2 separate regions of the Mus musculus genome follow, and region 2 is linked to region 1. Evidence: chromatin contacts called from public targeted proximity ligation data. All regions are on one chromosome and are shown on one strand. The core of a region is the stretch at or near the end of the contact, and the rest is flanking DNA. Distances in the headings are between cores, read along the strand shown. Region 1 overlaps Anxa13 (annexin A13). Region 2 overlaps Tmem65 (transmembrane protein 65).

Region 1 (7,259 bases), core at 2,982-5,481:
CAGGAGATGGAAAGGAACTTCTGGAGATGAGGAAGGAAAAGATGGAGCCTGATAGACACGTTTCCCCTTCACTTTGGCTTTGCATCAGCTCTGAAAACTGTCTTTGGAAAGACCCAGCCAGAACTTAGAAGGAGAGGCCCAGCCGAGAGGATAGAAAGTCCTGGGATAGCCACTAGCTTTGTGTTCTTGAGGTGGGCTGTTCACTTCATCTCAAGGATTATCTCCACCTCTGTAATTCTGGGAAGACTTTAGCCATTTGAGTCCAAGTAGAGACAGAGAGAATCCTAGGACGAGCTCACTTGCAAAAATAGCAGGAGTGAGTTGCCTGCCTCTTCCTGGTTGGGTTCCCACACTGTTATTCACGGTGTCCCCCGTTCATTTCCTCCAGGGCTTTCTCCCAGGTGATGTGTATCTGCTTACTTTGTGGTGCTTTCATGATTAACTTTTAAATGTCTGGGTGCCAGAAATCTCACCCCCCAGACAAGATTTCATTCCCCTTTAAATATCATAGAGTGTTCCCTTTCAGTGTAGTGAACTGTCTTTCCACTACAGTTAGGACTACTCTTATCCTTGTCAAAGGCCTCAGTATTTCAGGCTTAGATCCTAGACCCTCCCATGCCTGTTCCCTTTGATTGGTATATGCGTTGTTGGAGGCCAGTGAAAACCAGGCTTTCATCCCTGGAACTTTCTCCTTTCGCTGTGTGTCCAAATAGCCCTCTGCTCCAACATTTCAACCTGGTCCCTTCATATACGGCAAGGTCTTTTAGTGTACATCGTATTGCTCACCCCCTTCCAAGCCCTTCTCATCCACTCTAGAGGGAATTTGCAGCTACTATTTGGTTTTACAACCCAACAAAGAAGCGATTTGCTGAAGGTGACCTCACACCACATTTCACGGTCCATGTGTCTTATAAGCAGTCTGTGCGGCTGAGCCTTTTCTTGCAAACATGTACAATGGCTTAAGGCACTCAGGGCGGTCCCCAGTGGTTCTGGAAAAGACTTTAAAACTGGAAGAAAAAAAAAGACCCTCCGTACTAGCTGTGCATTAGACACTGGAGGGGGATAATTACACTGCACTGTCAGAGCCAGAATGGTCACAGCCTGGAAGCATCCCAGCGCATCTGTGGTCTGCCTTCCCAGCAATTTTCTGGAAAGCAACTGGGTGGTGGTGGTAGAGTGTTGGCAGGATGGAGCCACAGCGTTTGAAGGCCACACAATCCCGTGTGGCAGATAAACATGGCTAAACTGAGCCTCTAGCAGTACTTCTGTCCACACTGACCTGACCGACCACAGATAGCTGGGTTCTTAGATCAGGTACTGGAAGCCATGGCCCACATTCTCTCACTGGGATGCCCTGCCCTCTAAAGTCTCCTGAAAGAAGGGCACAGGGAAGGCAAGCGAAATTATGACTAGGGCTGAATTCCATCTGCCTGAAGGGATCACGGGCTCACACTTGCTCTCTGTCTATATTCTTCTCCAGAGGTGGCTGTGTCCGTTACCCCAAATTCTGTGGCTTCAAACAACACAACCTATACTACCACAGCTCTGCTACTGGAAGTCTGAAGTCACTGTGTTTTCCCACCTCGTGGGTGTTCTTTGACAGTGATACATGAGAGCAGTCTCTACCTGTCTTCATGTGTCCCCAACCTGGTCGCCACGCCATCTTTCTCTTCTGTCTTTTTAAAAAAAGATGTATATGTGTATGCTCTATCTTCATGCATACCCGAAGAGGGAATCAGATGCCATCAAAGATGGTTGTGAGCCACCATGTGGTTGCTGGGAATTGAACTCAGGACCTCTGGAAGAACAGCCAGTGCTCTTAACCCCTGAGCCGTCTCTTCAGCCCTCTTCTGTCTTTCTTAAGAACACCTGTCATTGGATTTCACACCTACCCAGGTATCCCAGGGGACTTTCGTCCTAGCATCCTTAACTTAATCACATCTGCAAAGACCCCCTTTCCAAATAAGGACAGGGCCATTCTCCCAGATCCTGGGGGCCTAAACCTTCTAGCTGCCTCCGTTCAACCTTTTGTGATGGAGAGCAGGTTGGACCTGCTTAGTGATCTAGTTGGATCTGATCTAATTGGAACTGAGATTGTGGTTAAGGAGTGGCTTAATGGTTACCAATGGAATGCTGTGCACAGTGTGCAGAGAGTGTGGGGAAAGGGTGCTGAGCTGGAAGTTAGGATCTGAGCTCTAGGTAAGAAGCATTCTCTGAAGTGGCTGAGCAGTTTAGTTTCCGCACACCTCAGCAGACCTGAGCTTGACCCTAAGGTGTGGTCCCAGGCTCTGCAGAGTTCTTACTGAGACCTATTAGCAATGCTCCGCATCTCCCCAAGAGCCTTTGATGGCTAGTATGCCTTTGAACATTTGAGAAGCCATGTATTAGATGATCTCCAGTGGCTCTGAGGTCTAAGAGGCTGCTGGTCCATGGACTCTTCGTTGGAGCCTATTCTGTGATGGGTCAGTTGGTAGGGATCACTCCAAAGGATAAGTCTAGGCAGAAGATGATGGATGTGCAGGGCTTTGGAACTGCGACTGGGGCAGCAGAGATGCCTAGGCTGAGAGTGTCCACGTTAGGGAGAGGCTGGGGACCATGTAGGGTTTCCCAGGACCCAGGTCATCCACATACTTAGGGCATCATAAGGTACCAGGGGAACAGAAATGCTTCTAGCTAGCATCTAAGTTCTGCATCATTTTGGAGGAACAAACTATCATTTTATTGTGGGACATTATAAATTTGACTTGCATTGGTGGTGAGGGGTAGGAGTACATTTAATCTTTCCTGTGCTTGGACCTTCCAGCCCTCCTTCATCCAACCCCTCAGTTTCTAACCTGTCATGGCTGCTTAGTGCAAATAAAAATAAACTAGAATGTAAAATACTTCATCTATAATTTTATGTCCATAGTGAGATAAAATGATATTTTGTATAAATTGGGGGTAACAAAAGTGTATCATCAAAACAATATAACTTGTATATTTTTCTCTTTTAAAATTTAGCTTCTTAAAAACTGAAGTGAAATTGGGTGTGGCGGCACTTGCCTTTGGCTCCAGCCCTTGGGAGATGGAGGCAGTAGGATCGGTTCAGGCCAGCCTCAGGTACACAAGTCCAAGGCTAGCCTAGACTACCCTGTCTTCAAACAAAACAGAGCTGGGAAGATTGTTCAGTGAGTAAATGATTTGCTGCGGAGGCAAGAGGGTGTGAGTTCAGATCCCTGGCACCTATGTAAAAAGTGGTCTACACCTGAAACATAGGTGCTCAGAAACTGAAGGTACCCTGGGCTAAACAAGGTAGAAAGTGATGGTAGAAGCCCCCTGACAACAGATTTTGCTTTGCACGTTCACGACCACATAGAGCTGCAGCGTAATTTGCAAAGCTGTATGAGGTGGCCCATACCTATAATCCCAGCACTGAGGAAGGAGGATTGCCGTTATTGAGGCTAGCCTGCACTATAAAGCAAGTCCTTATCTCAAAGCAATATTTTAAGTAGTAAAGTGACCATTGTGACTGTTGGAGAGCTTCCCTTTAGACCTTTAAATTCTGCCCCAGCAGGGATGTCATACAAAGTCTTCAAGTCAAATTATGTCTGTGATCTAGGTTTGCTTCAGTGTGTCCTTGTCCACAGAGGCAAGATTCTATATTTTCTACCAAGTCAGAGATCTCTCAGGTGGCCAAGTGTCTAACAGCTTCACCCTTTGTTTCATAATTTTATGATTTGGGGCAAATGTTTTACACCGAGCCTTTTATTCCCATCTGATAGTCCTTATGATCTCATCGATTTTACAGGCTTGCTGGGAAGAGTGAGCAGAATGATGATGGATGTGTGACACTGAGCTGGACAGTGGTCACGCAGGCACTCTACAGAGGAACAAGCATGTTGGCTCCATTCTGTGGTCACATGCAAGAGGGGCATGAGAACTCTGATTCTGGCACTCAGTAGGTACTCAGCCCAAGTGTTTTTAAAAATAAACTCTAGGTCAAAACAAAACAAAACAAAAAACCAAAAAACAGAAGTTCATATTAAGCATGCTACATCATTACCACACCCAACCCAGGTCTGCAACCCATGGCTAGGTATCTGGACCTCACCACAGAGCATCAGGGACGTCTCAGCTTCCTGGAAAGTACCCTGGAGTTCTCTTCCACTCAGCAAACCTCAGGCATAAACATCCTGAGGCTTCCACACAAGGCCTTCCCTTGACAGCTGTCTGCCAGGAGTAAGCCAGAGATGAGTCAGAGCAGGAGGTGAGCAGGAAGCCACAACCCCTGGTCTTTCCCTCTGATTCCCCGGAGCTGCCACTGCCAAGCAGGGCTTGTCTGTTAGCTGCCTCTCCCTCACCATGAATACAGCTCTGGCCAGATCTGATTCCTCACATCCTCCCATGGAAAAGGCCAAAGAAATTTAGAGAAGATTAAGATGGAATAAACTTCACTTCTAATGAAGTTCCCCATAACTTCAAGGTCTAATTAAATATCACAGGTTTAGCTTCCAATAGCCTCAAAAGAAAAAGTAAGGAGCCCCTTTGATAACTTGGGGACCTCAAATAAATCCCTGGAAGAGATCAGAATCCATATGACAGGCAGGTCACCTTCCTGTCGCTATGGGAAAGTTGGTTATGACATCAAGCTTAATCAATTTCAAAATAAAATAAGTGAAGAAAATGATCTTCCTACCCATTCCTTTGCAGGCTTTGTACAGCTTTTTGGCATCTCGGTCTGCATCAAAGCCGTGGTGATGGCTTCTCTCTTTGGCCTAGAGAGGAAATAATGCGAAGGGTGAGGTGGATAATACAGTTGTTCTTAAGTTAGTTTTGCTGGATCTGACAACCAACTAGAAGATCACACCTTTGTCCACACACAGGGCAGATGCCGCTCTACGAGTGGATGTTTATGGAAATCAGCTGGGGAAACTTGGTCCCCAGAGAGATGGCTGGTACTCCATGGGGCCAGATGGCCTTGGGTGGTCATGGGAGAAGGGTCTTCTCTGTTCTTAAGGACAATTGATTGCTCTGGCTAACTCTATAAGTGATTTTCATAGCAACCCATCTTGTGTGTCCTTTTCTCTCAAACAAAGCCAGTGTCTCTGGAATATATGTCCTCCATGATGGATAGGCCAAGTAGATCCAAGGAGCAGGATTTGTCAAAGCTGAGGGAACCTCATTAAATTCTCTTGCTGGCCTAGATCAGTGCCATCCATACAGGAGAGACATCATTTAGTTTGTCAGAGATTCTATGTGAATTGACAAGGGAGTAGTTTTTAGCTTTTAGTTCTCTGCAAGAGAAAGGTCCTGCTTATTTATTGAGCTGCCTTGTGTTTCAGTCCTTGATTTAATCACCAAATGATGGGTTCTCTTATGCATGCCAATCTCCTTATTATTTTAATAATGATGATGATAATAATAATAATAATAATAATCTAAGTGTGAAGGTTTTCCTTCACTCAGTCAATAAATTTTGTTTTTCCTCAGTTGTTTTAAAAATACACTTTCAGGGCTGGAGAGATGGCTCAGCAGTTAAGAGCACTGACTGCTCTTCCAGAGGTCCTGAGTTCAGTTTCCAACAACCACATGGTGGCTCACAACCATCTGTAATAGGATCCGATACCCTCTTCTGGTGTGTTTAGAGACAGGTACTGTGTACTCATATATGTAAAATAAATAAATCTTTTTTAAAAAAGACACTTTCATTAGCACTAAACTGGAAAGACAATATGTTTGCATACATAACAGATAAACATCAAAGTAACAGATCAGGATTAAAACTGTATAGGTAGGAGGCCAAATCAAATTCTCAAGCTGGTAGCTTGGAGGACCCCTGAGTTCTCTCAACTCTTTGCTTTTCTTCACCAAATGATGCGTCTATGTGTTTCCTTCAGTGAAGCTGGCTTAAGGCCACATCCCCTTCACTCCACCTCCTCTACTTGCAACAGAGGAAGCAAAAAACAAACCACACACAGTACAATGGCCATGTAGCATTTGTCTAGTTCACATCACTATTTCTTTGGTGGCTTGCCCCTCCTACATTCTTGGTGACCCAAATGGGGCTGTCAGTCATGAGGCCTGGTTCTCATCATCGTTGATCAGCAATGTGGACACCAGCCCCATCACTTTGGCTATCATGATTTGTTCAGAATGCAGTCTTTCCCTTGGTTGACTGGTAGAATTGTAAGAGGTCATCTACTGGTCCTGAGGAGCTTAGTGGCTCTTAGGTTAAAGCTGTTGGTGGCCATTTTGTCCATTGCATGCCACAGAGAGAAGTGTGAGAAAGAAGAGAGAAGAGAGAAGAGAGAAGATGAGAGCGAGAGACAGTGGGGAGAGAGGAGAGTGGGCAAGAAAGGAGGAGGAGGAAGAGGAAGGGGGAGGAGGAAGAGGAGGCAGAAGAGGAGGAGGGTAGGGATAAAAATATCCCGTCATGGCAGTATCTGGATCCTTGACTTTCTGTTTCATTCCTAACAATCACAAAACTCCCCTTTAGCTAAGAGATTATGACTTGGGTTTCTGCCCTCAAGACCCTGAGTGTCCTGACTAAGTCTGTGGTCCGAAGAAGGTTTCCATGAGTGGAGAACCATAGGTTCTGAAAGTCAGAGGTAGGGAGGGGGGTCTTGGGTACCCCCCCATCACCATTTTTGGATTATGAAGGCATGGACCATCAGTTTTAAAAAAGCAATTCCTTAAAAAAAGTTATAATATTTATGTACTGATTGATTGATCTGGTTTGTACATGCCTGTGGGTGTGTGCATGCAACAGTATCTGTAGATCTGTAGAGGTGAGAGGATAACTTGCAGTGTTCTCTCCTTCTACCATGTAGGTCTTGAGGATCGAACTCGGTGGCAGGTGTTTTTATCCACTGAAACATCTTGCTAGCCTGACATGAACTGTACTTATTTGAAACAAGCCAGGAGATGGGCTGGCATTTTTAGAACACCTGCTGCACACCAGTCAATTTATAGAGCTTTGCTATCCACAGAGAAAACGGAGCGCTCATAGCCTGTCTTGTAGGTAAGAACTCCTGGCTTTAGGTTATGCACCATCACGTTCCTCACCCCGCTTATGCCACAGGCCTTCTGCTTAGGCAGAGGAATGGCTTTCCCAAGCTCCTCACCAAGGTCTCACGTGGGTTGGAGGAGTGCTGCTTTTGGAGGCTTGTTGGTAAGAGCTGCCATATTGTTTTCAGGGCTCATTACCAAGTGATGCTTGGAAATTGAAACATTCCCCTCACAGTGATGTCAGAGTGCTCAGGCAAACATGGGGCCCTTTG
Region 2 (7,259 bases), core at 1,227-3,726, 410 kb after region 1:
ACTAAGAAGACCTTCTCACATTCAGGAGCACAGGGCATAGCATGAACTACATAGAAGCCATGGAGACTTAACACTCGTTAAAACTGATGTCTTGACCTGGCAGTGGTGGTGCAAGTCTGTAATCTCAGCACTCGGGAGGCAGAGGCAGACGGATCTCTGAGTCCGAGGCCAGCCTGGTCTACGGAGTAAGAGTTCCAGGACAGCCAGGGATACACAGAGACTGTCACAAAAAGTCAAAACCAAAACCAACCAACCAAACAACAACGAAAACCCACCAATCTGACATCTTGTCCTTGGAAATTGGCCTTTATATATAATTTCCTAAATTGGAATAATTCAAGAAGTATACTTATTTTTTCAAAATCCAAAGCTTTTTTTTGTTTGGTTTTTTTTTTTTTTTCCGAGACAGGGTTTCTCTTTATAGCCTTGGCTGTCCTGGAACTCACTTTGTAGACCAGGCTGGCCTTGAACTCAGAAATCCACCTGCCTCTGCCTCCCGAGTGCTGGGATTAAAGGCATGCACCACCACGCCCGGCTAAATCCAAAGCTTTTTATTAACAGTAAGATCCAGGGTTAGTTTTTTTGTAGCCTTGGCTGGCCCTTTGGCCTCTGGCACACTCAAACTTCCAGTCCTTGTCACACTAGATGATATAACACATGACTTCTGAGGTTATACAGTTCCCGAGATGCAAATTACAACATTATTCAAATATGAAACCAACTTTAGAATCAAGTAACCTCTCTGAGCTGGTTGGTTAATTTCTCTAAAGAACCTCATTTTCTAACCTGAATCCTCAAGGCTTTTATGAATTGTAATCTCTTTAGATTTAAGGAGAGAGACAGGAGGGCTAATGCAGTTAAACTTGAGGGCACAAATGCCTTGGCTCTCAGAAAGGAATGTCCCTGTGGAGACGCTCTTAGAGCAGCCTGGGCTGGAGCCGTTCTCTTGAAGTTTCTAGACTTCAGTAACCAGGAAAGCCAAGCAGTTGCCAGGTTAAGGAATTTCATTTCTCCTGCACCCTTAACTTTGCTTGTCTTTGGGACCTGCGAAACTGAAGAGTAGACCCGACAGGGGTAAAGGGAACGAGCGATTACAGGTGCTGAAGCGCTTTCTAGGCCAGGTGTGGTAGGGACGCGTGCCTATAATCATCACATTTACAAGGTGGAGCCTGGAGGGTCAGGAATTCGAGGCTGGCCTCAGTCACAAAGGGAGTTCACTCCAGGTCACCCTGGGAGGCATGAAACAAAGTCTTAGAAGAGAAAAGGAAGCTATCTTGGCCCCAGCATGGTGGTACACGGCTATAATTCCAGCATCAGGCAGGAGGAAGCAGGGACAGAAGCAAGTTCAAGGACAGAGTAGGCAAACCCTGTCTCAAAAATGAAATGAAGTTTAAAAAAAAAAAACAAAACAGTCAGTTGATTGCTTCGGTGAAGAAAAAGCAGTTTGTAAAATCCAGTACACATTTATGATTAAAAAACAGACATCCTACCAGATAGGACAGAAATTGTTACTCCGGTAAGAAACATCTATTAAAAAAAAAAAAGGCAATTTTTTTTTTTTAAGAAACTATGAAAATTTCCACTCTTGACGCTCCTGCTCAAAAGCTGAAGGAAGAGGCACTGCCCACGCTGTGTTGATGATCTCCAGCAAAATCCTAAGCCAAGCACAGCATCTCAGCATAGGAGAATCAACCTCTCACAACCAGGCGGACAGGTGACTACCCAAGTCAGAAACAGAAAAGACCACACAGGCAAATGACTACATAAATAAGCAGCTTGAGCAAACAAAACCTATACAGAAGCTGTACATAGAAAACAATTAAATGCTATTTATACGTGACAAGGACAGTAAATATCCAGAAAGAAAAGACCTAGAAGAAACAATGAGCCAGAAGAAACTAGAGAGCTGGTTTTACACACACACAAAAATCTATGAACTGCTGTTGGATTCAAGATGGAGGATGAATTACACACACAGAGAAGAGTTGTTGAAAATGCATCTTCCCAAACTGAGTTGGGAAACAGTGCAATTGAGATGTGCCAGTATGATCTTGTTGGTTTGCTGGGTTTTATGCTGCAACAGGCTGGCTGGTATCTGCAAGTTGGCCTTAAACTGTATACAGAACACAAGGGACCAATTGGGGCACAAGCAGTGTCAAAGAATTATTTGGCAGAATATAACTAGCTAGGGGGAAGAACAGAAAATGAAGGAGTTCAAGTATGTGCTCTATCAGTACTACTTCTTCCATAATGAAGTATCACAGATCACAAATGCATTAACTCATGGCTTGTAGGTCAGAAGTCTTGTGGGCCTGGCTAATCTCTCAGCACTGGGTCTCACAAAGACAAAATCAAAGTGCCAGGGGCTTTGTCACTTTCTGGAGTTTCTAGAGGGGAGCCCATTTCCCTGCTCGTGCAGGAAGCTGGGGATATAAATTCTCTGTTTTCTTACTGACTCAGCCTCTGGAGGTGGTCCAAATTCCTTGGATCATGGCCTCTTTCCTCCATCCTCAAAGATATTAACAGAGCTGGGAGTCACTCCCTTTTTCCTATACTGGGTACTGAATTATCCACATCCTTAATGCCGCATGCAAACCCGTTATACAGCAGCCTCTCAAGTTCCAGGGATTCGGACCCAGCATCTTCAGTGTGTATGCGGAAACATTTGGGGGCATACACCTCGGTGCACCTTTGGTTTTTCTCTTTATCCTATTTTCTGATGATCACCTTCAGACCCCTCCTTCTGTTGGCTCCTCAGTTCTAATCTTTTCTGTGAAGCCTTCTGCTTTTTCCTTTCCATCCTAAACAGGGCCCATTTCCCAGAGTTTCCAAGGGAAAGCCACAGTTTGAGAACCCAAAGCTCTCTTGGGTTCTGTACTCTTGTAGAGAGCTTTTAAAACTACAGAGGCCAAATCGCCCACCAAGTAGAATGTCAGCCTCTAGGCTGAAGGCAGCTACAGAAGCTAGCTAGCTCAGCTCACGGATGCCCACTCATCTTAGGCTTCCCTTTGTCAAATTCTTCAAATAGGTGAGCCCTAGTCTTCAGCCACATTTTCCGCTGGATGGCCAGGATGGATTTTTGCTGGGTAATGATCATTGCAAGAACTACTGACCACTGTATCCCAACTCTTTCTCTGCCTGAATGGAAATGGTTGGCACATGCTACGTGTGTTGGATCAGGTGTTTTCCATGTATAGGTTATCTGATACCAAAGTGTCACTTAAAGACAGGACAGGATGCTGCTGTTCTTGATCAACAGTCACTGCTCAGGAACTTGAGCCTTCTCCCAGATGGGTATCTTCACACTGAGGGGACAGGTGAGGTATGAATATGTGGTAGCCAAAGTGACAGATTGTGAGAGACAGCTGCCTCCTCAGACATCCTTCTCATTTCTTGCTACAGACTTGGTCACTCAGAATGGAGACAACTGTAAGCTTCTAGGTAGAAATTTGAGAGACGTGTCACATAGTGATTTAAGTCACTTTGAGCCATTTACCTTTTTTTAATTCCTTCTTCCTGTGCAGGATGTGGATATAACTGATGGGACTCAACCAACCATTTTAGACCATGCATTGACTTTTAAGTATAAAATTTATACTTGAAACAACAGGACTCTAGGTCTCTAACCATTTTCTGAAGTGTAACCCCTTTACCAGGTCTGAACAACATGCTGTGATAATGTTATTATACAGGACACAAGTTTCTGCCTCGTTTCTGGTATTGTTATCCTGGGATTTCAATATCTGTACCTGGAGCTAATGTAATCAGGATGGTTCAAACCACAGTTCTCAAATTGGAGGTGTGATCTGCAGAGTTTCAGTGTTTGTATTAAAGTAGTTTGTGTGTTCAAAACATTTTTCCTAATACATTAAGGCATTATTCCTTTTTCCACTATGGTATGGTCACTGACAGAGCAAAAGGAATGATGTGCCTGTAGCTGCAGAGGGTGAGCAGGGTGCCTGGAGCCTAGGAATTTGAGATCAACCTGGGAAACACAACTAGATAGGAGTGGAAAATAGGAGAAGGGGAAAGGGAGAGGAAAGAGGGAAGGAGAGAGGGTGAAGTGGAAGTTGGGGGAAAGAAGGGAGAGAGGGAGTGAAGGAGCCAGTGGGCAGAGTATAGTGTGGAACAAACCTAGTTCCAAGCAGGGCTTAAGCCGACACTGTGTTCCTCACTGCCATGAGCTTATAGCTTGAACTCAAAGATACTGTCAAACAAAAGGCCACTAATATATATTCCCTCCCTTTGCAACCAGGGATCTGTGTGAGGTTTTATTTTCTCCAAGCAGAACAATAGCAAACAGATCAAAACGGGTGAGAATCCAGCTGCTTCTAGTAACCTAGACATTAAAGACATTTGGAAAAACTGTAAAACTCTTTTCTCCTCACTAGCTTCTGAAAAATAATTTCCATAAAGTATGTATCACGTATGTAAACACTTAGTTGGTTTGTAGTTATACTAAATGAACAAATTAATTTTATAATATGTTAGTTGCATCTCTAACACAGTATTACATAAAAGCCATTTGGCGAACGTCAAATGTTTGTAGAATAAAGGCATCTTGAAAACAAGACACTTAAAATCTTTGGTTTGTGATACTGAATTTAAGACATAACCACAAAGCTGTTCTCTTATGAAAACACACGTGCCGTTAAGCCCCAAAGTGGAGAAATAGCACAATACTAAGGAAATGGGGGAAGGGGAGGGGAACGGGCAGAGAGTTTCAAAACTGTAAATAAACAGCATTGGAGTGAAGCATCAGGGGAAAATGAGATTACTGTAGTCATTAGTTCTAACACACATGCACAGAGAATAAGCCAAGAGAATTTATTTTCTTAAAAAGAGGGTCTCACTGTGTATCCCTGGCTGGCTTGAAACTAGATGCGCATGCTGGCCTTGAACTCTGGAGCCTCCCAAGTGCTATGATTAAAAGCATGCGCCACCACGCCCGGCCCTTGAAATCGATTTGCAAATAGAGAATGCACATACAGAGTGCATGTCTCATTCCGCCTTTGATTACCTGTAATAAAAACTGGCCCAGAGAACGGCCTGTAAAGTCACCAGCCTGCCAGAAGCAAGATGTGTAAAGGTCAGAAGTGGCGGAGAATGTGAGACAGGAAAGGAGACAATCTGTTAGGATGGATACAGAGGTATCCAAAGGGCACCCTGATGAGCCAGTCAGCACTCTAGTACTTCAGACAAGGAGCCACTGAGCGCCTAGAAAAGGCCAGTTTCCATTCAGAGCCCAGGAGCCAGTGAGCAGAGGGCAGACACCTCTCCCTCAGACCTGACATTTCAAACCCAGCTAATCTTTTTCTTTTGAAATGTGGGCTCCTTCTCTGAGTCAATGTAGAAGAAAGAACCGTCAAACACGTTAGTGAAATAAACTACTTAACTTGTATTTATTCTCCCCTCAAGTAGGAATGGAGAAGAAAAGAGAGGATGTTTGATTGGCATGTTTTTAAAGTCACAGCATGGAACATAAAATGTATCCTAAAAACTACTTCTGTCGTCCTGAGGTTCGGGAAAAGAAAACAAGGAAAAGGAGACAAGCACGGGAGGCATACAAACGTGATGCTGCTGCTGGGACTTCCAGGTCAGTGTGCAAGCGCTGCTGCCTTCTGGTGTGTGTCTGAAGACAGCTACAGTGTACTCAAAAGAAAAAAAGAAAAAGAAAGTGAAATAAAGAGGAAAACATTCACAATGCACACCAAGGGGAAATATTATTTCATATGTCTGAGATTAGGGCAACATCAATTTCCTAGAATCTAGCACACTTCTCTGCACAGATGTCTATCTGTACTGTGCATGCTAACATTTTAAGCATGCATTTATTTCTATGTTCTTTTCCCCCCACCTATGTTCCCAACAGAATAAGCTTCATGAAGACAGAGACACTAAGTCTGGTGGTACAGGCCTCTAACTCCAGCGCTCAAAAACAGAGGTGAAAGAAATGCCCTAAGTTTGGTACCAGCATAGTGAGACTTTGTGTCAAGAAAAGGAGAAAAGCGAAAACACCTCACAGACAAACAGTAGGTATTAGTTCCTTAAACAGCTGCTAGCACACTGAATGTAACCAGGCTGACAGAATTTATCAAGCAGAGCTTGAGATTTCCAACAAGATCTGATAGGTTATAGATGAGAAAATGAATTGGTTTTTGAAAAACTGTTTCTTTGTAAAAAGAACGTGAATTTCTTTATTAAAACAACAGATAACACAACGTTCGTAAGAATGATGTCCTATCGAGTAAGATCATAAGGAGCATACATGGACACAGCTAATTCAAGCCCACAGGTAGATAATGCTGTGTCTTCACTGTGCCTCAGTTTACCCAACATAAAATAAGGCAACTGCATCAACAGTGCAGTTGGGATTCACCGTGGTAAGATGTGTGAAACACTGCAGCACAGAGCAACAAAGCAATGGTAATAAAAAGGGAGGCAATGATGTTACTGCCACTGGAGTCCAAAACACATTTCCTATCTTTTCAAATAATTCATGGTAAGAATGGGAATTCACTTTCTAAATCTACACAACTTGGGGGGGGGGGGAGCAGACTAAGCAATTGTTCCCAGAAGAGCACCTCAAAAGAGGTGGGGATGAAAAAACTATAATTCTATCCCCAGGTACTTTATTTCAAAACAAAATACAGCACAGTAAAAATGTCCATAAATAATGTGGAATTCTAAAACTAGGCAGATTTGCTTCAAAACAGCTTACATAAACTTTTGGTGTCAGACAGAAGCTTGTATTGTCTTTTGTTATTTGTGAGAAAGGAAGGGTCAGTTTTCTCTAAGAGTATAGCAGCCCTGACAAGCCAGCCACACTCCAGAGGAAGGCCACTCAGCCAGGACTATTTGGCAGCACAACTTGGCCTTGGTGGGATGGAGGGTGAGGGTGAGTGGGGTGGGGTGAGGTAGGGGCTCAAAGTCAGGTGTGAAAGGAGCCTGGGAGGAGTTAGGGGAGGAGTGAGATCAGACCAAGGAGCAGTGTAAATTTTAACCCTTCCACTGCTTTCACAGTGCCCTGCATGGAGACAAAGCCTGAAGTGAACTGAGCAGCCTGAGCAGCCTCTGGGGCTGGAAGGCCTAGCGCTCGTTCGCAGCTGTTTCATGGAATCATCCTTCTCTCACACTCCATGGGGTTCACATCAGTGGGAGCTCTAAGAGGGCAGATACAGAAGCCGCGTCATTACAAACCTGCATTTATTCATTGATCCTGTTTCCTTCTGTCATAGAATAACCCAGCGCCTCTGAGA

The links.
Region 2: a contact with region 1 is called in a targeted proximity ligation map of pancreatic cancer cells. A contact is called at or near these places in 3 of 39 promoter capture datasets (liver, pre-B cells and stem cell-derived epiblast-like cells) and 1 of 130 datasets of targeted methods (pancreatic cancer cells).

What each region holds. Positions count from the first base shown.
Region 1 is chr15:58,359,395-58,366,653 of GRCm38.p6, forward strand. It overlaps Anxa13 (annexin A13), which reads right to left. Exons shown (of 8, transcript NM_027211.2): 2 at 4,676-4,754. Among named protein-coding and RNA genes, the nearest start is that of Anxa13, 26 kb to the right of the region's middle.
Region 2 is chr15:58,775,080-58,782,338 of GRCm38.p6, forward strand. It overlaps Tmem65 (transmembrane protein 65), which reads right to left. Exons shown (of 7, transcript NM_175212.4): 7 at 7,190-7,259. Among named protein-coding and RNA genes, the nearest start is that of Gm41329, 19 kb to the left of the region's middle.